Linked DNA regions of Mus musculus: region 1 is linked to region 2. A link is a contact called in public promoter capture Hi-C data. All regions are on one chromosome and are shown on one strand. The core of a region is the stretch at or near the end of the contact, and the rest is flanking DNA. Distances in the headings are between cores, read along the strand shown. Region 1 overlaps Crhr2 (corticotropin releasing hormone receptor 2). Region 2 overlaps Gars (glycyl-tRNA synthetase).

The links. Capture Hi-C pulls out chosen DNA fragments and counts their contacts.
Region 1: a promoter capture Hi-C map of pancreatic islet shows a contact between it and region 2. The contact joins two enhancer-like sites. A contact is called at or near these places in 1 of 484 Hi-C or Micro-C datasets (nephron progenitors) and 2 of 9 other capture datasets (adipose tissue and pancreatic islet).

The regions. Positions count from the first base shown.
Region 1 is chr6:55,120,019-55,126,293 of GRCm38.p6, forward strand. Crhr2 (corticotropin releasing hormone receptor 2) reads right to left here. Exons shown (of 13, transcript NM_001288618.1): 2 at 3,665-3,755. Among named protein-coding and RNA genes, the nearest start is that of Crhr2, 9.9 kb to the right of the region's middle. Within about 2 kb of position 1,928, at least 2 of the 459 cell types and tissues checked have an H3K27ac peak or open chromatin away from gene starts, as enhancers often do. A contact at or near this core is called in pancreatic islet, where this site is marked.
Region 2 is chr6:55,048,419-55,055,398 of GRCm38.p6, forward strand. Gars (glycyl-tRNA synthetase) reads left to right here. Exons shown (of 17, transcript NM_180678.3): 4 at 1,902-2,043; 5 at 3,758-3,846; 6 at 4,711-4,787. Among named protein-coding and RNA genes, the nearest start is that of Gars, 14 kb to the left of the region's middle. Within about 2 kb of position 1,968, at least 10 of the 459 cell types and tissues checked have an H3K27ac peak or open chromatin away from gene starts, as enhancers often do. A contact at or near this core is called in pancreatic islet, where this site is marked.

The sequences.
Region 1 (6,275 bases), core at 678-3,177, 72 kb after region 2:
CAGGAGGAGCCTGGGGTGAGGAGTGTGTTTCTGCTCCTCAGTGTCTCAAGGGCCACCACTGATATAGCTATGGTGGTGATGCATAGTGCCAGGCCAGCTTAGACACACCCACTGCACAGCCCCATCAATGCCATTAAATAGGCCTACAGAGCACCACAGAGACTCTACTGTCAGAGTGCTGTGCTCAGACAAAACTACACATGCTCTCATTTACACTCCCGCCATGCAAGTGTCAAGTGGACAACAAGGTTTAAAAGGACAGCCCTTGCTTCTGTGAGAGGCTGCCCTCCATACCACAGTGTAGACAGGAAGTCCATTTAGGGATGGCTAGGGACAAGCAATGAGATTTTCTTCTGGAGTCATAGTGAGGTGTGGTGTATCTCTCTTAAACTATGACATTGAGGGACGGTCAGGGCCATGTCTCCCCCAACTCTGCCTAAGAACAGAGGAGGTGATATGGTGTCCCGATGCTCAACAACGGATCCACACTGTGGGACCAGGAAACGCCTGTCATGATAATCCCACCCCACACATGCACTGTACAGATATGCAGAGGAGGGAGAGTCAGTTCCCTGTCCCAGCCTGCCAGCTGTATTCATCTCTGCAGCACTGCAGCTGGCATCCCACTTCCTTCACAGGGAAGATGAGAAGACTTTACAATTGTGGTCATGTCATCTTTCAGGATTAGCTCTGCATAGCCTTCAGGGTGGGGCCAGTGTCTTTGGCACTGTAAAGAAGACACTTGGTGAGCTCGCCCCATTTTCACCTGTTGCTGGCTGGGTGCTCTGTGCTTCTGCCATGCTCTGCCCACCATTTAGAATGCCCTGCAGCCTCTTTTCCCTTCCCGTAAGCATGCAGCTGTGGTCTTACCTCTTCTGCCCCTACTGCTCAAGATGCTTCCCTATTTATAGGGAGTGCTCTAGTTCTCAACAAAGTTCTACCAACCTGGACTTAGCCAACTCTATTTACATGAGGCTCCATGGGTGGGCAAGCCTGTTCACTAACTTCCCCCAGAGTCTCCAACACCCGTCAGAGTGTTCCAGAGATGGTTGTCCATTACACAGGGGAAAACAGAAAACAAAAACCAAGCAAGTTCCTTAGCCATAGGGTTGAGAAATACCCAGGGTTCTGTCTCCCTGGCCAGACTCCCTGCCCCTCTAACTAATAGTAGTATTCCTCTGTGTGTGTACACACACGAGTGTCTTTGTGTATGAGTATCCATGCATCTTGAGTTGGAAAGTTACTTAAAAGATTCCTTGGATGCCTTTGGACCCTTATATTGTCTCTGAATAGAATAAATAATATGCCTCCCAATAATTTCCAGGCATTTTCCAAATATATGTAATTGCATGTGTGATGAATAAAATAGAAATATTCCATTAAGGGCTTGCTGGAAGTTATAATTGCTCTCCTGACTATGTGGATTTTTTCATTTATTTTGGACCACAGGGGCATACAGCACAATTGGTCATAGTCTTTGATTTACAGTCCCTTGTCATCATCAGCCCACATACACAGTCTAACTTTTATAGTCTTTTCTTTAATGGAAGCGTTTGTATAGCAGTGACCATAATGAGCTGGCCACCCAATCTGGAACAGATATTAGCAGTCATGCCCATATTTATCCACACATGCCTTCCCAGAGGAAGCACCATCTTGAATGCTGCATTTATCACTCACTCCCTCGCTCTTTTTTTTTTCTTTTCAGTTTTCCGCACGTAAGATTCTCTGAGCGATGGTGAGCGTGGTTGTGCTTCCCTTAGTCATTCCACATTCTCCTAACTAGTGGACACGAGAGAAGAGACCGCTCCCACTCGGGGACTACAGAAGCAGGTTCCGCAGCCCAGCAGGCATCCTAACAGTGCCCGTGTCCACCCCAGGGCCGTGGCTAATGAGGGATGATGTGTCCTCACAGTGGCTGCTAGGCAGCGTCACCAGCGATGCGCTGGATGAATATTTAATGACACAAGGAAGCAGTCACTCGCAGTTATTAGAGAGAAGCACAGGTTAGAAAGCTGTGGCCACAATCACAGCTCGCTTCTGGTGAAAACAAAACAAAATGAAAAAGACCTCAAAACAACAACAACAAAAACAAATAAATAAGCAAGGTGAGACTCTGTGGACTGTGAACTCCTAAGGGGCACGAGGCTCCCGCCAAACTGAGACGAACTCTTATCTGATGAGTCAAAAGGGTTTTTCAACCAAATTTTGTATAAATAGTGCCAGTGGGTTTTGTCAGCAGACGGAAAGAAGCCTTAAAAATGGGGCAGGGAGGGTGGTGTCTAAGAGGATGGCCTTCTCCCCCATCTCAGGTTGGGGGTGGGGCATCTGTCCCACCTTTTCAAGCAGAGGGCAGGGAGAGGCCAGGGTGTCTTTGAACAGCAGTGTTTCCTCTGATGACAAAGTGCAGGAAGGGATGGCACTCCTGTCTGCTAGGCATGGCCCATGCTGTCTGTCCCCTCTGCCAAAGTGTGCCTATTAGATAGACTTAAACCCTAATTCTAATGGATGAAGAAACAGAGATGTAGGCTGAGTGCTATCCCTCCAAATTCTCACATTGTAATCCAAAGTCCCAATAACTAAGACTGTGGTCTTCACTGGGTCTGGGTTCTTTACAGAGGTGATTCAAATATGGATGCAATTTGGCCAGCAGGCCCAGTTCTTAAGATGAGTGGCCTTCTAAGAAGGTGGGACAGGTTCTCTCAGAGGGAAGACCCGAGGACAGGAAAGTCCAGAGAGAGGCCTTGGAGTAGCCAACCCAAGCCAACCCTTGGCCATGCCCTTCCAGACTCCAGAATAGGGAGGAGATGAGTTTGAATCCATCAAGTCACCCCAGTCCAGTGCTTTGTCACAGTAGTCTAGGAAACTCCTAGAGACAGGTGTCTTGCCTAAAGCCCCACAGCTGCTGCATGGAGGAGCTGGGACAAGATTGGTCTCATTCTGCACAGCCCCACAGCAGAGGTGCAGGGGGTGGGATTTAACCTCTTTATGTCTGCCTCAGGTTGTGTTTGGATGTCCAGGGCTGGCCAGCACTCCTGTTCCCTTGAGCCCTGACAGGTTCTGAGCCATAGGACACCCTCCCTCTCCCAAGTCCTCTTTCCATGCTGTTTCTGTGAACCAGCCCTTTGGAAGTCTGGGGAGGGAGGGTGGGGCCCTCGAAATGTCTCCCTAGAGCTATCAACTCCGCCTTCCGCAGCACTTCCCCTCACTGTGTGAGTCAGCTTCTGGAAACCTCAGAGGGTCAGAGCCCAGAGCCTGGCTGCTGTTTCACAGGACCATACTGGGGTGATGCCTGTAGCCACGGCAACCAGAGATGTTTTTACACCTTCTGCTAGTCTTGCCTTTTGGCTGAGTTTGAAAGCAGAAGGGTCATCCCCTCTCTAGGCTCCTGAACACACCAGTCTAGTTGATTTTTTTTTTCAGGTACCCAGGCAGGGACAGTGAGCAAGAAGAGGCTTTCTGGCCAAATTCTTGTCATTGATCAAGAGCCCACAGTTGTAATAGAGAAGGATACTATGCAAGGACTCCAGTGAAGAGACCAAATTGGGCCTTACAGCCAGGGCTCTGTGTGCTATCCAACTGAGCTGCTTTGCTCAAGCTCCAGGGCTCCCCTCAGGTCCCAGGACGAGTGCGGGATAGGGTGGGGGTGGGCAAGCATGCATACCTGAAAAATTCCCAGTTGTGGTCCTGTGGCAGTACTGCTCCAAAAGTGTCCACAGGGGCTGGTCCTGGGGTGCCTGGCCTGGTTGGGCCACCTAGGGGATTAGAGGTGAGGGTTACTGGCCAGGCACCCAGTTATGTCTCTCACTCCTCATGTCTATTACCTTTCCTGCAGAGAGAGAGACAGCTCAGCAGGAGATGCTCAAGTCCCCTTGGAAAGCAGTGCTCCTGCCTCTCCTGGAGCCCCCCAAGGGCTGGGGAAGTGGTCGAGAAAGGGACACCTTTGAGACAGGAGTCTACCCCTTCTCTCAGCCCCAAAAGGTGGATGGGATACACCAATGTAGTGCCCTGTCCTCTATCACTAAAGCTCCCGGCAAATGCTTCTGGATGGCCTTCTGTGTGTTAGGTCCTGTGGTGACTTTAAGTGTCCCAGGCAAGGTATCCTAAGCTTAGAGAAAGGGCAGAGGCAGGAAAGGCAGGCTGCAGTCTAGCTTTCCTGGCCCAGATAAATTGGAGAGACATAAAGGTTAATATATGGGAAAGATAACTAACCAGGCCTTGGAGGGCTTCCTGTAAGAGGAGGAGTTGTATGGTGATGAAAGAATGAGTGGATAAGAGAGAAAGGACCACAGTGACAGCTCAGACACTCGCTAAGGAGCAGATGACAGTAAAGTCTAATCCAAAAGGCAAAGTCATTTAGGATCCTGTCTTTCAGGAAAGTCCTCAGAGTAATTGCTGGGCACAGTGGATAAAACAGGTGTGAGCATGTCTGCCCTGGGTGAAGGGCATTTTCTGGAGTAGTGGCATGGAAAAGAACATGATGAAATGGGTTTTGACATGTGAGTAGGAGTTTGCTTAGCTGATAAGGGTCCCTGCCTAAGTGGGGAGCCCAGCATCTGCAAAGGCAGAAAAAGTGGGGAAAAAATGACATAAGGCTGGATTGGAGCAAAGTCCTCTAAAATCCTAACGCTGCCTACAGCTCATCCCAAGACCATGCTTCTCTACCCTGTAATAGCATGCATGTTCTTGTGTGTGTGTGTGTGTGTGTGTCTGCAATAGCATGCATGTGCTCACTAGTGTGTGTGTGTGTATGTGTGTGTGTGTGTGTGTGTGTGTGTGTGTGCGCGTGCGTGCGCGCGCATGCTTCTGGGTCCCTCTCAGCCCTGTCACTTTTGATTCTGAGGCTGCAGAAGGCATTGTTCCCTTAGCAGGCAGCTGTCTTTCTCTTGCTTGTCAGGATTTCTTTCCTGGACAGCTGGGCCCATTTGCCCCAGGATGTTCCCATAGGCTGAAGCCCTCAAACATCACATTTAGTCTATTTTCTGGGCTGAACCTGAAGGGTGAACACTTGGTGTCCCTGTGCTGGCTTAGAGCTGCTGATTAATAACCCCATCACTCAGATGTCGACCTAGTGCCCACGTGGCTTAGTGGAAGTTCGCTGGCAGCCTTGGGTGCTCAGGGACGTTTGTGTATGCATGTGCACGCACAAACACACATATTCTAAGGGACATCCTGAGCTGTCAACCTTAAAGCTCTTGCTTTATGCCTCCAGGACGTATGGGGGCCAGGGGTTCTGTGCACAGGCTCTGGACACTGCCTGGGGCTCCCTTACACCAGCCTCCTGGGTGTCATGAAGACACTGCTTGCTCAGTAGAAGGACTGCCCACCAACTGACTAGGGGAGCTTCCAGGACAGACCCTCTGCTGCTTAGTCATCTCTTGTCTTCATAGGTACTAGGCTTTTGAAGGCATGACCTCTGCATCCCTCTCTGGGCTCAGTCTTCAATACCACATGATGAATATGTGTCCTGTCTTGTCGAGGCTATGGGACGCCAGGACTTAGAGCCAAGCCCTAAAGGGAGATGAGTGGGAAGGCAGTATGAGTGGGAAGGCAGTAGAGTGGGCAAGGGAGGGATGCACAGCCCCTCTGTCATCCCATTATAGTGTGTGTGTGTGTGTGTGTGTGTGTGTGTGTGTGTGTGTGTGTGTGAGAGAGAGAGAGAGAGAGAGAGAGAGAGAGAGAGAGAGAGAGCAGCTGGCAAGTCCTTCCTGGAGGGGCAGGTTTCTAGGGAACCCCAGACCACTCAGACCAAGGAAGCCCACATCACCTTGTGTCAGATGCCTGGGCCCGGGCTGTACCAGCTGTGGCTGAGCAAAACCCATTGCCGGGGGTGGGCACGGTAGCACTGTGCTCAGTATAGGAGAGCATTGCTCCATCTTGGGCGAGAAGAGCTGGTCGGAGTAGGCTTTGGAATCTTCCCTGTCTCTGTCTCTGTCTCAGTCTCTAGCTCTCCAAACTCCTCCTTCCATGGGTCCAAAAGTCGGCATAGCCAAGAATTTTCTTTTACAACCCCACCTACCCACCCAGGATCTGCTTGATTCCATTGGACTTGGTTCAAGCACACGGCACACCCTTTGGGTACCTATTTTGAGCAGAACCCCTGGTGGCCGTTGAGACAGTGGGTAGGTAGGGAAAGGGCAGCATGTGGGTAGTATGAGTGGAACTTCAGACAGCCCTACATTCAGCCTTCTAGGGGACATTGTTTCTGTACAGCATGGCCTTGACAAAGCTACCGAACCTCTCTGAGGCCAGTCTTCTCATCTCTTCAGTGGACA
Region 2 (6,980 bases), core at 718-3,217:
TTCTAAAGTGTGTCTTTGGGGCCAAACTTATCTAAATCACACTATGCTTTGTCAAGAGCTTGGCTTGCTAACTGATGTTTATTCAATTGTGTCAGATCCCATAAAGGAGAGAAGTCATGTAATTTACATTTTTGTTGTTCAAGAGTTGATATTTGCATAAACTCTTAGTACTCCCCACTCTGTTAATTACCCTCCCACCCCCTTGTAAAATTTATTTCTTTGTTTATATATTTTTTTTCTAAGACAGTTTCTCTGTGTAGCCATGGCTGTCCTGTCCTAGAACTCTGTAGACCAGGCTGGCCTCAAACCTAGAGTCTCCTTGCTTCTGCATCCTGAGTGCTGGGATTAAAGGTGTGTGTCACCACTGTCGGCCCTGTCGGCCTTTTTTTTTTTTTTAAATGGATAGTTTTCTTTTTTTTCTTTTTCTTTTCTTTTTCTGAGACAAGGTTTCTCTGTGTAGCCCTGGCTGTCCTGGAACTCACTCTGTAGACCAGGCTGGCCTTGAACTCAAAAATCCACCTGTCTCTGCCTCCCGAGTGCTGGGATTAAAGGCGTGCGCCAGTTTTCCTTCCCACTTTTTCCTCTCATCCATATCCACCTCCTTTCTGTCTCTCCCTGGAAAACTAACGGATATCTAAAGGTCAATTGAATAAATGTAATAAGAGAGGGAAAAAAAAACCCAGATTGGAATGGAATGAAACAAAACAGAAGAGAAAGCCCAAGAAGCAGATAAAGGCACAGAGACGTGCTCACCCACACTCGGGAATCCCGTAAGAACATGAAACTGGAAGCCATAATACGCGCATAGAGGACCCGTAGGATGGAAAGAAAGAAAAGAATTAAAAAAATAAAAGAAATTAAATTTTCAGAAGGAAAAAGAAAGCACCCTGGCATGACCTTTGAGCTCCTTTTCTGTTGGCATCTACTGCTGGGCATGTGTCCTGCCCTTGGGAGTAGTTTGTGTCCCCAGCGAGAGTTAGAGAGAACCAATCTTTCATTTAGCCTCTGGGCTAGGGTTAGGGACGTGTGTCTGCGTCTGTTTGGTGCAGGCCCTGCGCACACTGCCTCGGTCTCTGAGCTCACATAGGTGTTGCTCCTGTTGTTTAGAAGGCCTGGTTTCCTTGGTGTCCTTTCATCCCCTCGGGTCTTACACTCTGCCACCTCTTCTGCAAAGTACCCTGAGCACGGGGGGGGGGGGGTGGGGGGGGTGGGGGGCGTGGGGGGCGTGGGGGGGGAAAAGGCTGAGTGTATCAAGGTCTCTCACTCCATCTGAGAATTCTTGGAGCCTTTTTTCTCATAGTGGGTAGTGATTACAAGCTCAGACACTAGGCATTTGCTGTGGCTGTGTGTATATTGGTGCATTCTTCCTAAGGCCTGCTGGTACCCTGGGTGTGTAGAATGTTATTGTAGTTCTGATACCTGGCTGCCTCTCCTCACAGACCACTGTTATACATGGGCCTTGGCTTATTCTTTGTGGGCATTCGTCAGGGAAGGTGTTCTTCAGGCAGGAAGATGACACAAGTCTTTCTGAGTGCTATAAGAACGGCCTACTGGTTAAACAGGTCCTCGAAGTGATCAGCCTGTAGTGCTTTGTCACTGTATCTTGCCTGGATTTGCTAAGCACATCTTTGAATGTCTTACCTCTTGAGGTTTAAATGACAGCCCAAGTACCCAACGTAATTCAGAGAAGGCAGTGCTGGCCCTTAGGTAATTTTTCCCTGCCTGTGTAGCTGTTTCTCCACATACATTGCAGTCTGCCTTTTCAGTGAGTAGAGGGAGCTTTTAGGTTTCCCACAGTCAGCCAGCAGTAAGTAACGCTCTTTGGCGCAGAGGGCTTGCACTGTGGGCAACATCTGAGTCAGAGTGACAGGAAAAGCCACGTTTACCTCTCTCCCTCACAGGTGTCAGTGGATTGTATGACTTCGGGCCGGTAGGATGTGCTTTGAAGAACAATATCATCCAGGCCTGGAGGCAGCACTTTATCCAAGAGGAGCAGATCCTGGAGATTGACTGCACCATGCTCACCCCTGAGCCAGTTTTAAAGTGAGCTTCTGCTTCGGTGGGAGAGGGCCTTTACAAGTTAATAGCTAACCCTTTGATTACAAAAGCTATCTGTGTTCATTTAGAAAATTAGTGAAGAACAAACAAAAGCAGTATATACCTGCTGCTCACAGGTGGCCACGTTGAAATTGCTGTTTGTCCCCTTCTGCAGGTCAAAGTGTTTGCTGGCAAAACTGATAACCTTAGTTTAGTTAGTTAGCCCCACATGGTATAGAGGGTGAGCTAACTCCTACAGCTTGCCCTCTGACCTTGTCACATACACCCACATACGGACATACAGCGAATGAATAATTTTAAAAAGCATTTTTCTTGATGATAGCATAATGTTCTGTTTTACAAGTGTAACATAGTTTAGTGTGCTAACTGACGGATTTAAGTTAAAGTATTTATGAATTTGTGTTTGCATAGCTACATTTGTGGATATTCCCTTGGCTATTTATTTCCATGGTGTAAAATGCTAGTATAGTAGGCATTCTCACCTAAATGCAAAGGATAAGATTCAAGATTATTGCAGGTAGGGTGGGGTTTCTGTAACTGTGCAAGAGGAATTCTTATCTCTTTGTGTCTCACCCTTATTACCATTTAATGCTGTCTGGGAAGGAGCAGTTCTTATTATTAGCCTCTTTGAGGTGCTCTTAGTAATCCGAGGTGTCCCCGTTGATGAGTCTGTAAGATCTGGATAAATTCGTTGAGCTAATTGTCTCACTTACAGTAACTAAATACTAAAGTCACTGTAGGTGAGGATCTGCTGAGCTGTGAGTCTTAGCTCATCAGATCCCTGATGGCTTTGGCCTTCGCTAAGCTTGAATTATCCTGAAATGTCATATAGCCTTAAGACAGTTTGTAAATGTGTATAATCTAGCTAATCTCTTTTTTCCTGGGCAAGAAATACTTGAGAGGGTAGAAGAAAGTTTTCTCAGGGCATGTGTCTCTGTCTGCCATATATTGTTACTTTAGATGTAGTTTCCATCTTGATATGCATGAATCTAAACTCTAGATAAACATACTTGTAAGCATAGATTTTTTGTACGTACTTTTAATAAGGGTTCACCCTCTCCTCTACCCTACCACCCAGCAGAGGTAGTGGAAGAGAAAAGTCTTTAGGATGTGGGGGAAGTGGACCTGTTCAGCAGTAGTTGTTTAGGGTGAGCTTGCTCTTCTTTCTCAGCAGTTCAGTCGCATAGCAGACACCAAATATGGCTCAGCAGCTGCAGACCAGTCCTCTAGGCAGGCAGACAACAGGCTCTAACCAACAGCTTTGGTCCAGTCCTTTGAGCAAGCAGACACCAGGCAGCTGTAGCTCAATCCTGGAGAAACCACCAGGCTCCCCAGCTGGCCTGAGATGAGGCTGCAGAAGCTAAAAGCTGCTGTGGGGGTCTCAGGAGCAGTTCTTGGGCAAGTTTCTCTCAATGGCAGAGTTAGCACAAGTTGAGCTCGACAACACAACTTAAGGTGAACCAATACATGCCTGTGGTGAGCAGAGACTAGAAAGGTGGAGCAAACCGAGGCTCAGCACTCATCCCCCACTGTCTGTGGGGTCATATTTATCAAGTGTCCTCTCACATGTCTGCTTCAGGAGAACAGTCTTTCACGTGCTTGCTCTAGCAAGACATCCTTTCACTTGTGTGTCCCAGCAGAACATCATTTGAAGTAACTAGAAGTGTGTGTTCACTTGTTGGTTTGCTTGTTCACTTAGGACCTCTGGCCACGTAGACAAATTTGCTGACTTCATGGTGAAGGACGTGAAGAACGGAGAGTGCTTCCGAGCAGACCACCTGTTGAAAGGTATGCGTCTGCATCTTTCTTGTACTTCATCAAAACAAGGTTGGACTTATTTCTCAAGTTTTTCTGTTTTTTAAAAATTGGCTTGTTTTAACATATTCAGACTAAACATACGTTTCAAGCTTATGTTACAGAGTCACCTACAGATTAGTTATATTCAGGTAGTAATTTTTCTAATCAGCAAGTGATCAAGACATTATTATGGGCCGGGACTGTAGTTCAGTGGTAGACTGCTTAGCATGTTTAGAGTCCTGGATTCCATCATCAGCACGAGGTTTTCTACCTAGGTAACATCAAGACCTCCCTGCGAAAGTGTCAGTGAACAAGTAGAAGATAAGAACATTAGCTTCGGGTCCTGGAGAGATGGCTCAGCGGGTAAGAGCACTGGCTGCTCTTTCAAAGGTCCTGAATTCAATTCTCGGCAACTACAGGGTGGCTCATGACCATCTGTAATGGGATCTGATGCCCTCTTCTGGTGTCTGAAGAGAGCAGTAGTGTACTCATATACACATAAAATAAATAAATAATATATTCATATATAATATATAAATTTTATTTATATAATATATATTTAAAGATTTATTTAATATTATAATTAAGTACACTGTAGCTGTCTTCAGATTCCCCTTAAGAGGGCGTCAGATCTCATTATGGGTGGCTGTGAGCTACCATGTGGTTGCTGGGAATTGAACTCAGGACCTTCAGTAGAGCAGTCAGTGCTCTTACCTGCTGAGCCATCTCTCCAGCCTCTCCCCACCCCTATCCCAAATATATAGTTTGTATTTGTCTTCATTGCCCAGCATTGGCGCTCAGAATGTGCCCTCCTTCCTTGCTGGAAACTGTCGCTTACCAGCACTGTTGTTCTAGCTCATTTACAGAAACTGATGTCAGATAAGAAGTGCTCTGCTGAGAAGAAGTCAGAGATGGAAAGTGTCTTGGCCCAGGTGAGCAGTCGGGAGACACATCAGAACAACCCACGCCTGTCTGGAGTTCTGCCTGAGCAAAATGCATTTACAGTTTTTCTTACACTGTGTCAGTCATGGAGCATACCTCACGTTTTCTTCTGTGGCTAACGACAAACAGTTGTGGTCCTACTTTTCTTCCTGTGTCTTTTCATCGAAGTCTCTGTCTAGCCCAAAGTAGTCTAGACCTCATGACTAGCACAAGCTGGCCACCAGCTTGATGTGATCCCCCTGCCTCAGCCTCTCAGTTGTTGGGATTACAAGCATAGCATTCATGCCTAGCTCTAAAGCCCATTGGTCTGTCTAAAACTGGGTAGAGAACTCTCACATTTGCTGGCTTGTTTTGGTTTTGTCAAGTTTACTTATTTACCTTGTGAGAGAAGGAGTGGCCCCTGCTGTGGTCTAGGGTGGAGGCCAGACAACAGCTATAGGGAGTCAGGTTGGCACTCTCCTTCCTCTGCATAGATCCCTGGGTTTGAACTCAGGCCGTCAGGCTTGGTGCTGAATACCCTTTCCCACTGAACTGTCCCACCTACCCACTTTGGGTTATTTTGTTTTGTTTGTTTGTTTTTAAATCTTTTTGAATTGGCATTCCTCATCAGCCTTCGCCACCATGCTGATTTTTAACATTTTGCTTTTCTTTCATGGAAATTGCTAGACTCTTTGCTACCCTTAGCCTATTTTTCTTTTAAGCATGTACATTCTTCTCTGATAATTAGTTTTGCCTTCCAACATCAGATGTAAAATTTTCTTCTTTATTTAAACACTTTGTTAGTCTGCTTGCTTACCCATCTAGCAGTGTCAGTCCCTGTGATGTTTAGTTTGTCACTTGCCTGAAGCTTGTCACACTAATGCTGTTAAGTTTAGAAAGTTGTTATTATTATTTTTTTTAATTATACTTCTACTACAGTTGCAGCTCTTTCCAGCGCTGGGAGTGGACCTGTGGCCTGTGGCCTCAGTCTCATGGGTTCCTTCTATTTCCTTCCTTTTCCAAGGCTTCATGTTTATTAAAGGGAAGTGAGAGATGCCACTAATTGTCGTTGATTTATTTTATTTTTTGTTTTTGGAGACAGGGTTTCACTACATAGCTCTGGCTGTCCTGGCTCACTATGTAGACCAGGCTGTCCTGCCTCTGCCTACTGGGATTAAAGCTGTGCACCACTATGCCTGCCTTTCCCCCTCTGATTTCTTGTTTTCCGTTCAGCATTACTAACTCCAAGGCATATAGTCATATATATGCCTTGGAGTGTGTCTTTGATCTTACCTGTTGCTTTCATTTCCAAGTAAAGTAAACTTTGAGACCTGAGGACCTGTGATTGCAGTTTGAACACTAGACTTTCGTATTCAGGACAGTGATTTTTGTTGCAGTTGTTATATATAAAACCTCAGTGAAGAGTGAGGATGGCAGCTGACACAGTTCTCAGAAATGACCTCTAGCCTCATGGCTCAAAGCCCAGCTGGTATGGAGCCATGTCATGGCAAAGCCATACTAGTTCATGCCGTGATTCCAGTGCCACTGTGGGACTGTGGGAGCGTCTCTGAAGCGCAGATTCACTCATCCATAGGAAGAGTTCTTTCTTTCCTTGTGTGGACTCAGCCACTGATGCTTGCTTCCTTGTTTCCCTGTCTGTCTGTGTGGTCTCAACTGGGACTGCTTACTTCCCTTGCTTCCCCTCACCCCCAAGCTTTGTTGACCTTTGTCTGCATTTACAGATTCGTAAAGTCAGCTTTAAAACTTTTTATTGTAAAAAATAAAATAAATGTTAGAGAAAAAAATCTTGTCACTATTCACATGGCCCTGCTTGTTCATCTCTGACTGTGTCATCACTAGAGCTTAGACACTTGGTACGTGCTCGCTCGTCTTCATGGGGCCGTCACTGTGCAAATGGCCCAGGCCCACTGGATGACAAGCATTCCAAAATGACTTTGTCCTCTGCTGTTTCTTTTGACTGAAGAAAATGGGAAAGTTCCCTTTTCAGCCATAAAGAAAATGGAGACTCCATCTTTGACCCATGCCTCTATCTTGCTTTAAACGATGTGTCGGATCCTTACTATCCATCTAAAAGTGCACGGGCCATCATTTTCATAAAGTCCAAATGGACGCAGTGAGATCCCACCTGTCTGCACGGTTTTGTGCTGTTCTCAGTTCTGATTTAGGAATTAAAGACTGATACT